2 separate regions of the Mus musculus genome follow, and region 2 is linked to region 1. Evidence: chromatin contacts called from public HiChIP or PLAC-seq data. All regions are on one chromosome and are shown on one strand. Each heading gives the region's core, a stretch centred on a gene start, on an enhancer-like site or on the middle of the called end of the contact. The rest is flanking DNA. Distances are from core to core; before and after follow the strand shown. Region 1 overlaps Gm34717 (a long non-coding RNA gene). Region 2 holds the start of Akap5 (A kinase (PRKA) anchor protein 5).

Region 1 (6,305 bases), core at 3,731-6,230:
GGACAGCCAGGGCTATACAGAGAAACCCTGTCTCGAAAACAAAACAAAACAAAAAAATGTAAATGAAGAAAATGTCTAATTAGAAAATTGTTTAAAAAAAAAAAGAAGAAAGATGGGGTCTGTCTTAGTGGGCAACTCTTATAAGGACAACATTTAATTGGGGCTGTTTACAGGTTTAGAGATTCAGTCCAGTATCGTCAAGGCAGGAGTAAGGCCGCATCCAGGCAGGCATGGTGCAGTAGGAGGAGCTGAGAGTTCTACATCTTCATCCAAAGGCAATCAGGAACAGATTGGCGTCCAGGCAGCAAGGAGGAGGGTCTTAAAGCCCACACCCACCAGTGACACACCTTCTCCAAGGCTATATCTCCAAATAGTGCCATTCTCTGGACCAAACATATTCAAACCACTACAGTCTCTCTATATAACCCTGATGGATATGCCTGGCTCTGCCTCCTGAGTGCTGAGATTAAAGGTGTATACCACAATTGGCTCAAGTTTCTTTTTTTTTAAATTAGTTTGTTTTTCAAGACAGGGTTCCTCTGTGTAACAGTCCTGGCTAGCCTAGAACTCACTTTGTAGACCATACTATCCTTGAGCTAACAGAAATCCACCTGCCTCTTCTGGGATTAAAGATGTGCACTACAAGGCCTGTCTTTTTCATTAGTTTTTATTTTATGTATGTGTGTGAGTGCCTGTATATATGTATGTGCATCACATGAGACCCGAAGACCAGAGCTGGATATACATGGTTGTAAGCTGCCATGTGGGCACTGAAAAACTGAACCTGAGTCTACTGTAAGAACAGCAGATACTCTTTTTTGTTTGTTTGAGACAGGGTTTCTCCATATAGCCCTGGCTGTCCTGGAACTCAGTCTGTAGACCAGGCTAGCCTCAAACTCAGAAATCCACCTGTCTCTTCCTCCCGAGTGCTGGGATTAAAGGCATGTGCCACCACTGCCTGGCTTTTTAGTTATTTATTTTTAGATACTCTTTTTTAAAATTTTTTTAATTTTTTTTATTTATATGAGTACACTGTAGCTGTCTTCAGACACACACCAGAAAGGGGGGGGGGCATCAGATCCCATGACAAATGGCTGTGAACCACCATGTGGTTGCGAGAAATTGAACTCAGGACCTCTAGCAGAGCAGTCAGTGCTCTTAACTGTTGAGCCATCTCTCCAGCCCAGCAAATACTCTTAACAGCCATATATTTTCAGTATTTCTGATACCTTTGCCCAAGAGTCAAATATCAATGATATCCTATCTATCTAGCTATCTAGCTACTTATTTACCTACCTACCTATCTATGTACCTACCTACCTACCTATCAATTTTATTTTTTTCAAGTCAGAATTTCTCTGTACAGCCCTGGCTGTGGAACTTGCTCTGTAGAGTGGGCTGGCCTTATACTCAGAGATCCACCTGCTTCTGCTTCCTAGTGCTAGGATTGAAGGCATATTCCAGCACACCTGCCTTAAAGATTTATTTATGCATTTCATGGATACAGATACTTTCTCTGTTTGTAAAGTCTGCACACCAGAAGAGGGCATCTGATCCCATCATAGACAGTTGTGAGCCACCATAGGAGCGCTGGGAATTTAACTCAGGACCTCTGGAAGAGCAGAGAGTGCCCTTAAACCGCTGAGCCACCTCTCCAGTCTCTTTATTTATTTATCTTGTCATTTTAAATGATTTTGTTTGTTTAGCAGGAGGGCTTTTGGGGGAAGGAGGGGTAGCCTGTTTGGGGTTTGTTTGTTTTGAGAAAGGATCCTAATGTAGCTAGCCTAGGCTGCCCTTGAGTTTCTGACTCTCTGACCTCTACTACTAAATTCTGGGATTATAGGATGAGACTCCCAGGACTGTTGGCTGATCCTTGCTTTCTTTTTGCTGTCACACAGTATTTCACTCTTACTTCATATTCTGGAGAAGTACTTACTTAAAGTAATTATTGGTTGCAATTTTCTAAGCATTATATTAAATGTATTTGTTTGCCAGATCCTAAGATGTGCTGAGCTTCCTAAACCTGGACCTCGTCCTGATTGCCAAGACCTTAATATAGGAACAATAATAATAATATCAACAGTGCAGCCAAGCGGTGTTTGCTTTCCTTACAAAAAGCATACTGAAAAGTGTGTCTTCTGATGTGGGAGGAGATAAGATGCCGTCATGGTGAGAGCAGACAACTTGAATAAATTTGTAATCAGAGGATCACAGTTGATTGCAGGTGATTGCCTGAAGTGAAAGCTATTCCTAGGTTTGAAAGTCAATAAAGGGACCATTAAATAGATGCCTATCTCAGTCCTGAACATTTCTCTAATGAATTAGCATTCCCAACCCTTACATTTAAGTATTAAAAATTAATAAATGCTAATTATTGATTTGTGCTACAAAATCTATTACCTTGGATAATCATCTCTCATGTAAACTCACAGCATGTAATGATTTCCTTTCAAGAAATAATCTTCCACGCTTGAAAACTTATTAGACTTGTTTAGAAGAAACGCTGCAGAGAAAAGAGAACTGCTCCTTTCAAAAGGCAAATCATGATGTTGGGTGTAGCTCAGTGGCAGAGCGCATGCCCAATGTGCTGAGACCCTGGATTCAACCCCAATTCCAGTAGGAAAAGAAAGCAAACTATAAACACACACCGGGTATAAATGGGCTATGTAATACTTTTTGCTCCCAACCCATGGGAAAATGCTCTGAACAGAGATAAGTAAATCCCAGGTTCTCATACTTGACAGCTGAGATAAGGAACGGGAAGGATTACAAAGCTTTGCTGAGTCTTGCATTTGCTGAAGATCGTCCTGGAGATAAATCACCCAGTAAGAGGAAATGGTTAGGATGGGTTTCTGTTTTGTAGTCCCTCCCTAGATTGCCCTGGCTGGCTTTGAACTCAAAATCATGCTTCTACCTCCTGACTGCTGGGATTCTGAGCTTGTGTCACCAAGACTGGCCTTCACCTTTTGTTTGTTCCGTGTTGCCAGGAGTAGAACCTATAGCATACTAGGCTCTACCCGTGCATTCACACCCAGCCTCTGACCTTCATTTCTTATGTACAAGAAGTCCTCTGCCCAGAATTAGGAAACTGGAGGTTTAAAAAAATGAGGATGTTTCAATCCTACTTAGAAGGGGGAACAAAATATTCAAGGGAAGTAGAGGGTGAGGAGGGACTTTGGAGGAAGAGAGGAGGGGGGCAATGAGGGGCAGAATCAGGTATGGGAGGAGATGGAGATGTACAGAGGGTCAGGAATTTGAACAGAGGTATGTAGCAATGGGGGATGAAGAACTGGGAGTAGCAACTAGAAAGTCCCAGATGCCAGGAAAGCAAGAGCCTCTTAAGACCCCACAGGGATGACATTAGCAGAAATACCCCAAAAAGGGGAGGGAGAACCTGTGGAGACCATATCCAGAAGTTAGGCATGCCCCCCCCCCCCAGTTGAGGGATGGGACCACCTACCCATCTCCAAAAATGTAACCCAGAATTTTTCCTTTCTAAAGAAAATACAGGGACAAAGAGTGGAGCAGAGACTGAAGGAAAGGCCATGCAGAGACTGCCCCACCTGGGGATCCATCCCACATGCAGACACCAAACCCAGACACTATTGTGGATGCCAAGAAGTGCTTGCTGTCCAGAGCTTGATACAGCTGTCTCCTGAGAGGCTCTGCCAGACCCTAACCAATACAGATGCAGATGCTCGCAGCCAACCATCAGACTGAGCACAGAGACCCCAATGGAGGAGTTAGGAGGGACTGAAGGAGCTGAGGGGATTTATCTGACATCAATAGGAGGGGAGGCCGTTGGTCCTGTGAGGGCTTGATGCCCTAGTGTAGATGAATGCTAGGGCAGTGAGGGGGGAGTGGGTGGGTAGGGGAGCACCCTCATAGAAGCAGGGTAAGGGGGGATAGTATAGGAGGATTACAGAGGGGAAAACGGGAAAGGGGATAACATTTGAAATGTAAATAAATAAAATATCCAATTTTTTAAAAATGAGGAATCGAAACCAAACTGCAAAAAAAAAAAAAGAATATGAACTGCTACTTTTTCTTTTAGCGAGGGCACAAGTTGGTCTTAAACTCACTGTGTAGCCCAGGCTGGCATGAAACCACAATCTTGGTTCTACAGTACTGCATCTTTTGTATCCAGGAATTTGCAGAAAATGTTGTCTTAGTTAAGGTTTCCATTGCTGTGAAGAGACACCATGACCAAGGCAACTCTAATAAAGGGCAACATTTAATTGTGATTGGCTTACAGGTTCAGAGGGTCAGTCCATCATCACCATCATGATGGAAAGGAAGCATCTTGATGGGATGCTCTAACCCAGGAAGCCATGGCATTGGAGAAAGCGCTAAGAGCTCTAAATCTTGATCCCTTGGGAGCAGAGAGTGTGTGTCTGCTACTTTAGAGGTAGCTTGAGCATAGGAGATCTCACTTCCCCTGGGATGCACTTCCTCTAACAAAGCCACAAACCCTAATAGTGCCACTCCCAGCCGGCCAAACATCCAAACACATGATTCTATGGGGCCCATAATGATTTAAACCATCACAAATGTGTTCCCTTTGAAATATGTTTCAGGCAGGGCACAGGGAGACATGCCTTTAATCCCAACACTCAGAAGGCAGAGACAGAGGGATCTCTGTGAGCTGAAGGCCACCCTAGTCTACGTAGTCACTTCCAGGACAGACAGGACTATGTAGAAAGACCCCCGTCTCACACACACACAAAAGGTCTTAGTGTGGAGAGTTGGCTCATCAGTTAGTTAAAAGTGCTTGCTGCTTTTGTGGATGACCTGGATGACCCAGGTTCCATTCCCAACATCCATGTAGAAGCTCACAACTTGGTAATTCCAAGCCAAGGGAATCAGAGGCCCTCTTCTGACTTCTTTGGGCACCAAGCACTCACAAAGTGCACACATATACATGCAATGGTTTGTATAGGCTTGGCCTAGAGAGTGGCACTATTAAGAGGTGTGGCCTTGTTGGAGTAGGTGTGTCATTGTGAGCATGGGATTTAATACTTTCAACCTAGCTGCCTGGAAGCCAGTGAAGATGTAGAACTCTCAGTTCCTCTTGCATCATGCCTGCCTGGATGCTGCCTTGCTCCTGCCTTGATAATAATGGACTGAACCTCTGAACCTGTAAGCCAGCCCCAGTTAAATGTTGTCCTTATAAGAGTTGCCGGGCTGGAGAGATGGCTCAGCGGTTAAGAGCACTGACTGCTCTTCTGAATGTCCTGAGTTCAATTCCCAGCAACCACATGGTGGCTTACAACCACCTGTAATGAGATCTGACGCCCTCTTATGGAGTGTCTGAAGACAGCTACAGTGTACTTAAATATAATAAATAAATAAATCTTAAAAAAAAAAAAAAGAGTTGCCTTGGTCATGGTGTCTGTTCACAGCAGTAAAACCCTAAGACAATATATGTAGGCAAAACACTCATTCACATAAAACAATAAAATAGAAACATTTTTAATGCATGTGTGTGCATGTAGTGATGAGAGGACATGTTCGAATGTCCTCAGAGAAACTATCTACTGCCTTTAAGACAGGATATCTCACTGGCTCCCCACTTAGGCATCAGCAAGCCACAGGGGTCATCCTCCTGCCTCCGAGTGCTTGGATCACAAAAACCACCACTATGCCAAGTTTTTAAGTAGATTCTAAAAATCAAACTCAGGTTCTCATGCTTGCAAGGCAAGTGCCTAACTGACTGAGCTTCTCCCCCCCCCCCCCCCCAGTCCTCTTTCTCCTTAAACAGAATCAATTCAAATAGTGTTTGCCAGCTATTCCATGCTACAAACATTCTAGGTCCCAGAAGACAGTGTTAAAGTCCCTGTTCTCATCTGAGAATCATGTTACATTCAAAGGGGTTTTCCGGCTAACTTTGTGGTAGTGTTCACTGTCGTCTACACTTGAATCTGGGAAATATCTGAAGGATCCTGTGATTTGAGAACAGTGACTCTCAACTCAAAATCTAAAGCAGATTTCCATTTAATGCATGTGCTGTGAGATTTAGAATCACTGAGGAAACTAATCTCTGGAGTTGTCTGTGAAGACTTGTCTGGATTGAGTTAACTGAAGTAGGACACACCCAACATGGATTGGGGGTCTGAGACTGAATAAAAAGGGGGAAAGGAGGCAGAGACAGGGCTGATCTCTGGGAGTTCCAGGCCAGCCAGGGCTACAAAGTGATACCCTGTAAAAACAAAATGAAACAAACAAACAAACCGAAACCTGAGCATGAGCAGTCATGGGTCTCTCCTCCCTAACTGGATGCAATGTGACAGGCTGTTGCCTCCTAT
Region 2 (6,623 bases), core at 2,410-4,909, 640 kb after region 1:
AGCCTCATGTTACAGAAAGGCATTTCAGGTTTCCAGGGCTGGTGCCTGCTGTCACCTTATTCCAAAACCTCTGCTCTCTGCTGCCTCTCAGCAGTTCCTAGAAGGCAGTGCCTACCAAGCTGGGTCCATTCCCTGCCTTCAGAAGGAAGAGGTAACCAAGGTGCTTGAAATGAGGTCAGAGTGGCTGCTGAGCAGTCCTCATGGGCAGGAATCTTTGCTCAAAGGCGTCACAAGTACAAGCTTGCAGAGGCTATTTCCACAGTGAAAAAAGGGCATAAGATAACTACGGCCAAGAAGAGTCAGTGCACTGGGGATCTGTCGGTGTCACCAGCCCAAGTCCCATCATCCCTTCAGTCTGGGGCTGGCACCGTCCCTCCAGTTCCAAGGGTTCCCATGCTGGCCCTCCTCTCTCCTTATTGGTAGGATCCCTGATAAGGAAGTTGTGCCTCCTGGTTGTCGCACCCCCAATGCTGTGCATGGAAGATTCATATAGACATAATTTAAGGGTGACAGTGGAATGTATGTACTGAGAAGCAAGGCACTCGGCTCACTGCAGCTTTCCTGGTGCCCACAAATAGATCAAAACACCAAGGACCTGGGGGCCACAGGTTCAGTAGATGGTGTGCCAGAGAAAGGTGCTGCGGAAGGCTTATTCTGAGGAAGACTCAAGGACATAAGAACTGTTAACGAGGAGTCGAGACCATGTTTGTAGCTAAAAGCCTCGACTGAGGATGGGGACCAGGATGGAAGAGACGGTGTAGTCAGCTCAGATACATACGTAGGCTATTTTACTGGCACGCTCTATCTGTGACATTAATAAGATAAGCTGTGAGGAGGATAGTTCTCTATCAGATTGGAGAGGTATTTATAGCTCATTTCCTAATTATATAACTCAGACGGAGTAGTAGGCAATAATACAGTAATAGCTTCAGCGGCCCTGTCACTTGAGTGTGTTTAGGAGTGACAGGTTTCTTCCTCTTGTGCATGCAGTACATTGTTCAAACATCTGGCCTCAAGTTCTAGCCATATCCTAAAGAAAAGCCAAAATGCAGATTCTTATTTATAGTAATATGCGTCCCCTCCCCCCGGCTCATTCTCTTTCCTGGGTGCATTGTGTATGGATGAGAGAAAGATGCCAGATAAGTTGTTGATCATATAAGTCTTATTTTCCCCTAGAGCATGAGATAATCCACCTCTTACCTTAGACTATAGTCAGCTCCCATTCTTCTAAGGCCAAAGCCGGTGCAGGCGAGCTGCACTTGAGTTTCTAAGATGCTCTTCACTGCTGCTCTTTCAGCCTGCATCTCTCATTGTCCGATGCTTTCTCTTCTTTTCAAGTGGGTCTTGCGATGTAGCGCAGCCTGGCTAGGGATGTATGGTCCTTCTGCTTTAGCTACTCAAGTCCTGGGATTGAGCTACTACACCTGGCTCCAAGTGGTTTCTACTAAGATAGCCAGGTTACCCCATCATAGCCAGGTTACCCCATCAATCATCTGCATGAGCTTCCTCTCCTAAAATGACCGCCAACTCCCAGGTCTGCTGGATTTGGAAAAGCTTAAGAGTTTCTTCCCGCTCGTCTCAAGTTCAAAACTACCAAAAACGGTTAACATATAACCGGCTTGCGGGTATAAAGTCATTTCACACATCTGTGCTTGCTGGATGAACAAAGCTAACTCATTTGGATTTTTTTTTGAGATGGGATCTCATGTAGTCCAGGCTGGCCTTAGATTCCCTGTGTAGCCAAGGATGGCTTTGAAAAGTCTCATCCTGCTGTCTCTACCTCCTAAGTACTGAGATCACAGGCTTGTTTCACCCTGTCCAAACCGCACACTGGCAAGTGTGTGTGTGTGTGTGTGTGTGTGCGCACTCGCGTGCACGCAGAGGGCTTACAGGGGCCAGAAGAGGATCCCCTGGAGTTAAAGGCAGTTATAGAGAACTGAAATGTGCGCTGGGAATTGAACTCTGATTCTCTGCAAATCAAGAACTCTCTTTTTAAAATTATTTTTCTTTTATGTACATTGGTGTTTTGCCTGCATGTGTGAGGGAGTCATATTCCATGGAAAAAAGTCAGAGACAGTTATGAGCTGCCATGTGGGTGCTGGGAGTTGAATCTGGGTCCTCCCGGTCTGTTTTGTGCCTTAAGAGTTTATTCCTTATCAGGTCTGGTTGGAGTAAATCTAGACTAGAGAGTCTGAGGAAGGTAAAATATATTCCTTGAAAAACCATCCCCAAGTGGACATCTGATATTGACCTCTCAAAGGTCATGGTCCACTTAAGAAAGGGGACAGGGTCTTGTTCTTCCGCGTCCCTGGGGCTTTCGAGCTCTGTGCTAGGAGGAGCCCTGGAGGAGGCTGAGGCCTGCTGGAGTACCACATCCATGCTGACAGGTGAGCACAGAACATGGCCCATGTGACATCTCATATCAGAACCGCGGCTGGATTACTGTTTCCTTTAGGACATCCCTTGGGGTCTGCTTACCTTGTTCCTCTCAAGTGGGGACGGAGATGAGGGTGCTCACTATTCCAGCCCCATTTGGAGCAAAGGGTATTTGCCTGGTGTGCACAGAGCCTGAGGTTTGGACATGGTGAAACAAGCCTGTCAGAGTGTGTGTGTGACTTACAGGGTCTCAGCTTGAAAACATCCCAAAGCCACAGGCCCTGAGCTGGGGAGGCCACACCTTTGTGTGCACAGAGCCATATTTGTGCTGGTTCCCACCTGAGCTGACACCTTCCTGTTCCAGAGTGAGGACTGTACCAGTACCAGGTTGAGGTTCTGTTTAGTGAGTTTATTTCTGTTTCTCACCATATATATATAATTTTCTCCATAGCCAGGTGCAGCTTCTGAGGTGGAGGTGGGTGAATCTCAGTGAGTTCAATACCAGGCTGGTTCACAATGAGTTTCAGGTCGGTCGTACAGAGCTACACAAATAAAATGTCTGCCAGTGGATGGTGGCACAGGCCTTTAATCCCAGTACTCTGGAGGCAGAGACAGGTGGATCCCTGTGAGTTTAAGGCCAGCCTGGTCTACAGAGTGAGTCCCAGGACAAGCAAGGCTACACAGACAAACCCTGTCTCGACAAAATAAATAAAATAAAATCCTCCCCCGGCCCCTTATTGTCTCTGTACTGTTATGAATCTTGCTTTTTAATTTTGTTTTTGCAAAAGATCCAGCTAGGGCTGGTTACAGGTGGTTGTGAGCCGCCTAATGTGGGTGTATGGGGATCGATCTTAAACCCCCTGGAAGAGAAATACGTGCTGTTCACCGCTGAGCCATCTTTCCCATCAATCTTTATCTGTAGATATGCTTTCTACCTTGTCTTTAATGTTCCAGGGGGGATTCACGGTGGGAGCCTTATAAATTCAAACAAGGTTTTTACGGATGTGCGTCTCAGGAAATGAGGGGTTTCTACCCTCTTGCAGTCCTCCTGCTTTGCTTTAGTGGTCCCTCCACCCTGGTCCTGATGTCTTTATGCAGCGGTGATGCGTCCGGGGCGGGAGCACGGAGGTCTCTCCCAGGCCGCTGGGCAGTCGGCTGGCAGGTGGCTGGCTGAGTTCACCCCGCCCCCGGCCCTAGCCCCGCCCCACTGCTCCACGCGCATTGGCGCGACCAGCTGTCTCTCTCCGCGCTGGGGAGGGGGCGCGCGGCTGCGGTCCCTCTGCAGAGGGCTGCGCGCTCCGCGGTCTCCGGGGCTCTCCGTTGTTTGGGCCCGTGCTCCTCGACCTCGGGAGCAGAGCTGGCCAGAGACCGCGACGATCTGGGTAAGTAGAGGCAAGACTAGAGGCTCTGGGTCAGAATCTGGTGCACTGAGCCCTGGTAACGGCGGCAGACCCCGGGTCCTGGTCACCAGATTGTGAGGGACACGACTGCAAGGTCGCCGATCCTCAGACGGCTCCAGGTGGGTGACCCTGGGCTGTTCTGCCGCCCGCTCGCTTCGCACGAGTTGCAGCTGCTGCTTTGGCACCGGCTGCCTACCTAACCCTTTTCCTTTAGGGGTTTTCTGGGGAACTGTGATTTTCGGCTCCGGGCTATGATAGTTCTGCAGATAGCTTGAAGCTGGGCTATCTATTCCACGCCCCCGGTATTTTCCTTTCTGAGCACTTTATCCTGAGCTCTGTCTCCTGCCATAGGGGCGTCAAGCTTGGAGAATCCTTCCTCCAGGAGGAAGCTTCGCGGTTCGTGTCTAGTGCTGGGAAGGGTTCCTTGCTCTGTTCAGATAGTGGTTGCTCTCTGTTGCTCAAGGGGAGAAGGGTGGTGGTTGTTTTCTGTGGTCTTGGACAGGAGATTCTGCCAGGAAAGGACAGCAGGGACTTTAAGGTTTCCAAGACAATAATGGTCCTCTCGAAGGTAAAGGTGAATCATTTGCAGTCTTAACACTCTGCAAAGTTTTAATGCCTGCAGGCTGCATCCTTTCCCTGCCTCGCCTACACTTGTTGGGGTGTTGATCTCTACAGTGATGTACATTAAAAGAAACCTCTCGTGCAACCATCTAGGCCATTTAGGTTAGTTTCAGAGACTTTCCGGAATATAATCTCATTTGAATATTTCTTCTATTAATACACACACTTAGAAGGAATGATCTCTAGAGCGCTGGAGGCTCAGGGAAAGAAGACGTGGAAGCCATTAAGACTGGGTTCTAGTTCTAGTGCTAGGGTGTGTGAGGAGAGACTGCAAATGTTATACTGGTCCCATCATTCTAGAATTTTATGTTTCTTTGTAGAAAGATGAAGCTTTCAATACTTACCCTTAAAAAAACAAAAGAAAAGCCTTAGCTCTTAAAACGGTTTTTCAGGGTTCCAGTTCTACAGAGAATTGGGAACTGGTACCCAAGTGAAAGCTCTGTGAAGAATATGCATGAAAGGCTCCCCTGCGCCTAACTCAGGGCTCAGCACCTAAAATGCACGGAGCTGTTGTTAGCTAGTCATTCCAGGTCCTCATTCCTTAAGCCTTGCCATTCTGTGGACTATTACTTTTTTTGGTGGCACTGGGGCTCAAACCCAGAATCTTGTGGCACGTTAGGCCAATGTTCTGTCACTAAGCTATGTGTCAGTTTAGTTTTACATGTTTTTCTGAGACAGGGTCTCACGTAGCTGGTGCTGTCTTCAACTCTACTATGTAGCTCTGTGGATGGCCTTGATTGAGACTCCTGCCTCCACCTCCCACTTGCTGGAATTACAGTCACGCGTGGTCACAAGCAGCCTCAGATTAGCATTTTAAAGCAATTTACTTTCTCTTGGACCTCGAGGCGCAGTGAAAGAACGCAGTTCAGAAACAGGCAGTCTTGGGTTAAATCTGAGCGCTGTTGCCACCGACAAGCTTTGTAGTCTCAGGCAGGCAGACTGCTTAACTGCAGATGGAGATATCACCACCTCCTCACTCTGCAACACTGCGGTGCAGGTTAGAGATGTATGTGAAAGTGCTCAGCGCTGCTGCCTCGTACACGGGAGTCGCGCAACCGACGTTGGCTGGAACCGTCACTAACTTACCTCCAGCTGTGTGCAGTTACAGTGGGGAAACATGAGTAGCAGGCACTTCACTGAAGATGTCAAAGTTACACAACGACTTTTAAGAGTAGAGAATGACAGCGATGCTAGATTTTTTTTTTTTCTGAGAGTATGTATGGAAAGTAGCGCCTCCTTGGTGAAATGTATGTACATTTTTAGAACAGAAACCTTATGCTACAATAGAACGAACACCAGAGAGTCAGATTTTCTACTTCTAACTCTGGCTAGGTCCTCATCTAGCTGAAGGCTTTCTGCAAGCTCTAGCTGCCCACTGGGAGCTCACGTTGATCATTAATTCATCGTGAGCCATCTCCCATGTCCCTCGTAGTACCAGCGTTCTTCGTGGTATGTGATGAGACAGTACTCAGGCTTCCCTACCACACTGCCCTCTCTTTTCTTGTTATTTGCTAAACTTTCCATATGGGACCATAAACAATTCTTGGAGAAGATAACTGGGCACACTAGCAGAGTGACCTCAAACAAAATCTGAGCAAAATGAGTTCACACTCAAATCTTTTTGATAGGGTAAAACCAAGCCTCGCTTTTTAGCCCTAAGTTGTTGTAGTATGTACTTTCTGTGGAATGCATGCACCATATGATACAGTTTATATTAAAAATAATAGGCTTCCTCCAGGCAGTGGTGGCGAACGCCTTTAATCTCAGCACTTGGGAGGCAGAGGCAGGTGCATCTCTGAGTTTGAGGCCAACCTCATCTACAGGGTGAGTTCCAGGACAGCCAGGGCTACACAGAGAAACCTTGTCTGGAAAAACCAAACAAAATAACGTAATAAAATAAATACCCTGAAATAAACCCTACTTTTTTCTCTCATCAGGTTGGGCTTCAAATAAAGAAGAAGTTGAGCCAGGAAAGTGCTTTCATTCAAAGAGTAAATTAAAAGAAGACACCGTGAGGCTCAGATAAACAAGGCGTTCGTGTCCTGAAGAAGTCACAGAAACAGCTGTGGTGTGAGGGGAGAGTGGACACGTAGGAGAAATCGGAGCTGGTGTGATATTTCTGTCACAAAAGACTTTCGGAGGAAGGGAAAAGACACGTTTCTAGAGAATGAAAGAGTGCAGCGTCAAAATGGAGACCAGCGTTTCTGAGATTCAGGTAGAGACGAA

What was found. HiChIP or PLAC-seq counts read pairs in DNA pulled down with a chosen protein or histone mark.
Region 2: an H3K4me3 HiChIP or PLAC-seq map of bone marrow-derived macrophages shows a contact between it and region 1, with 5 times the contacts expected there. The contact joins the promoter of Akap5 here to the enhancer-like site in region 1. A contact is called at or near these places in 1 of 39 promoter capture datasets (the HPC-7 cell line), 1 of 115 datasets of contacts at active chromatin or transcription factors (bone marrow-derived macrophages) and 1 of 9 other capture datasets (embryonic stem cells).

What each region holds. Positions count from the first base shown.
Region 1 is chr12:75,684,746-75,691,050 of GRCm38.p6, forward strand. It overlaps Gm34717 (a long non-coding RNA gene), which reads left to right. Exons shown (of 3, transcript XR_381697.2): 2 at 1,996-2,224; 3 at 3,502-3,519. Among named protein-coding and RNA genes, the nearest start is that of Gm40890, 14 kb to the right of the region's middle. Within about 2 kb of position 4,981, at least 16 of the 459 cell types and tissues checked have an H3K27ac peak or open chromatin away from gene starts, as enhancers often do. A contact at or near this core is called in bone marrow-derived macrophages, where this site is marked.
Region 2 is chr12:76,321,232-76,327,854 of GRCm38.p6, forward strand. It overlaps Akap5 (A kinase (PRKA) anchor protein 5), which reads left to right and starts at 3,660. Exons shown (of 2, transcript NM_001101471.1): 1 at 3,660-3,758; 2 at 6,335-6,623. The coding sequence starts at 6,586. Gm40443 (a long non-coding RNA gene) reads right to left here and starts at 1,933. Exons shown (of 3, transcript XR_001780628.2): 1 at 1,201-1,933.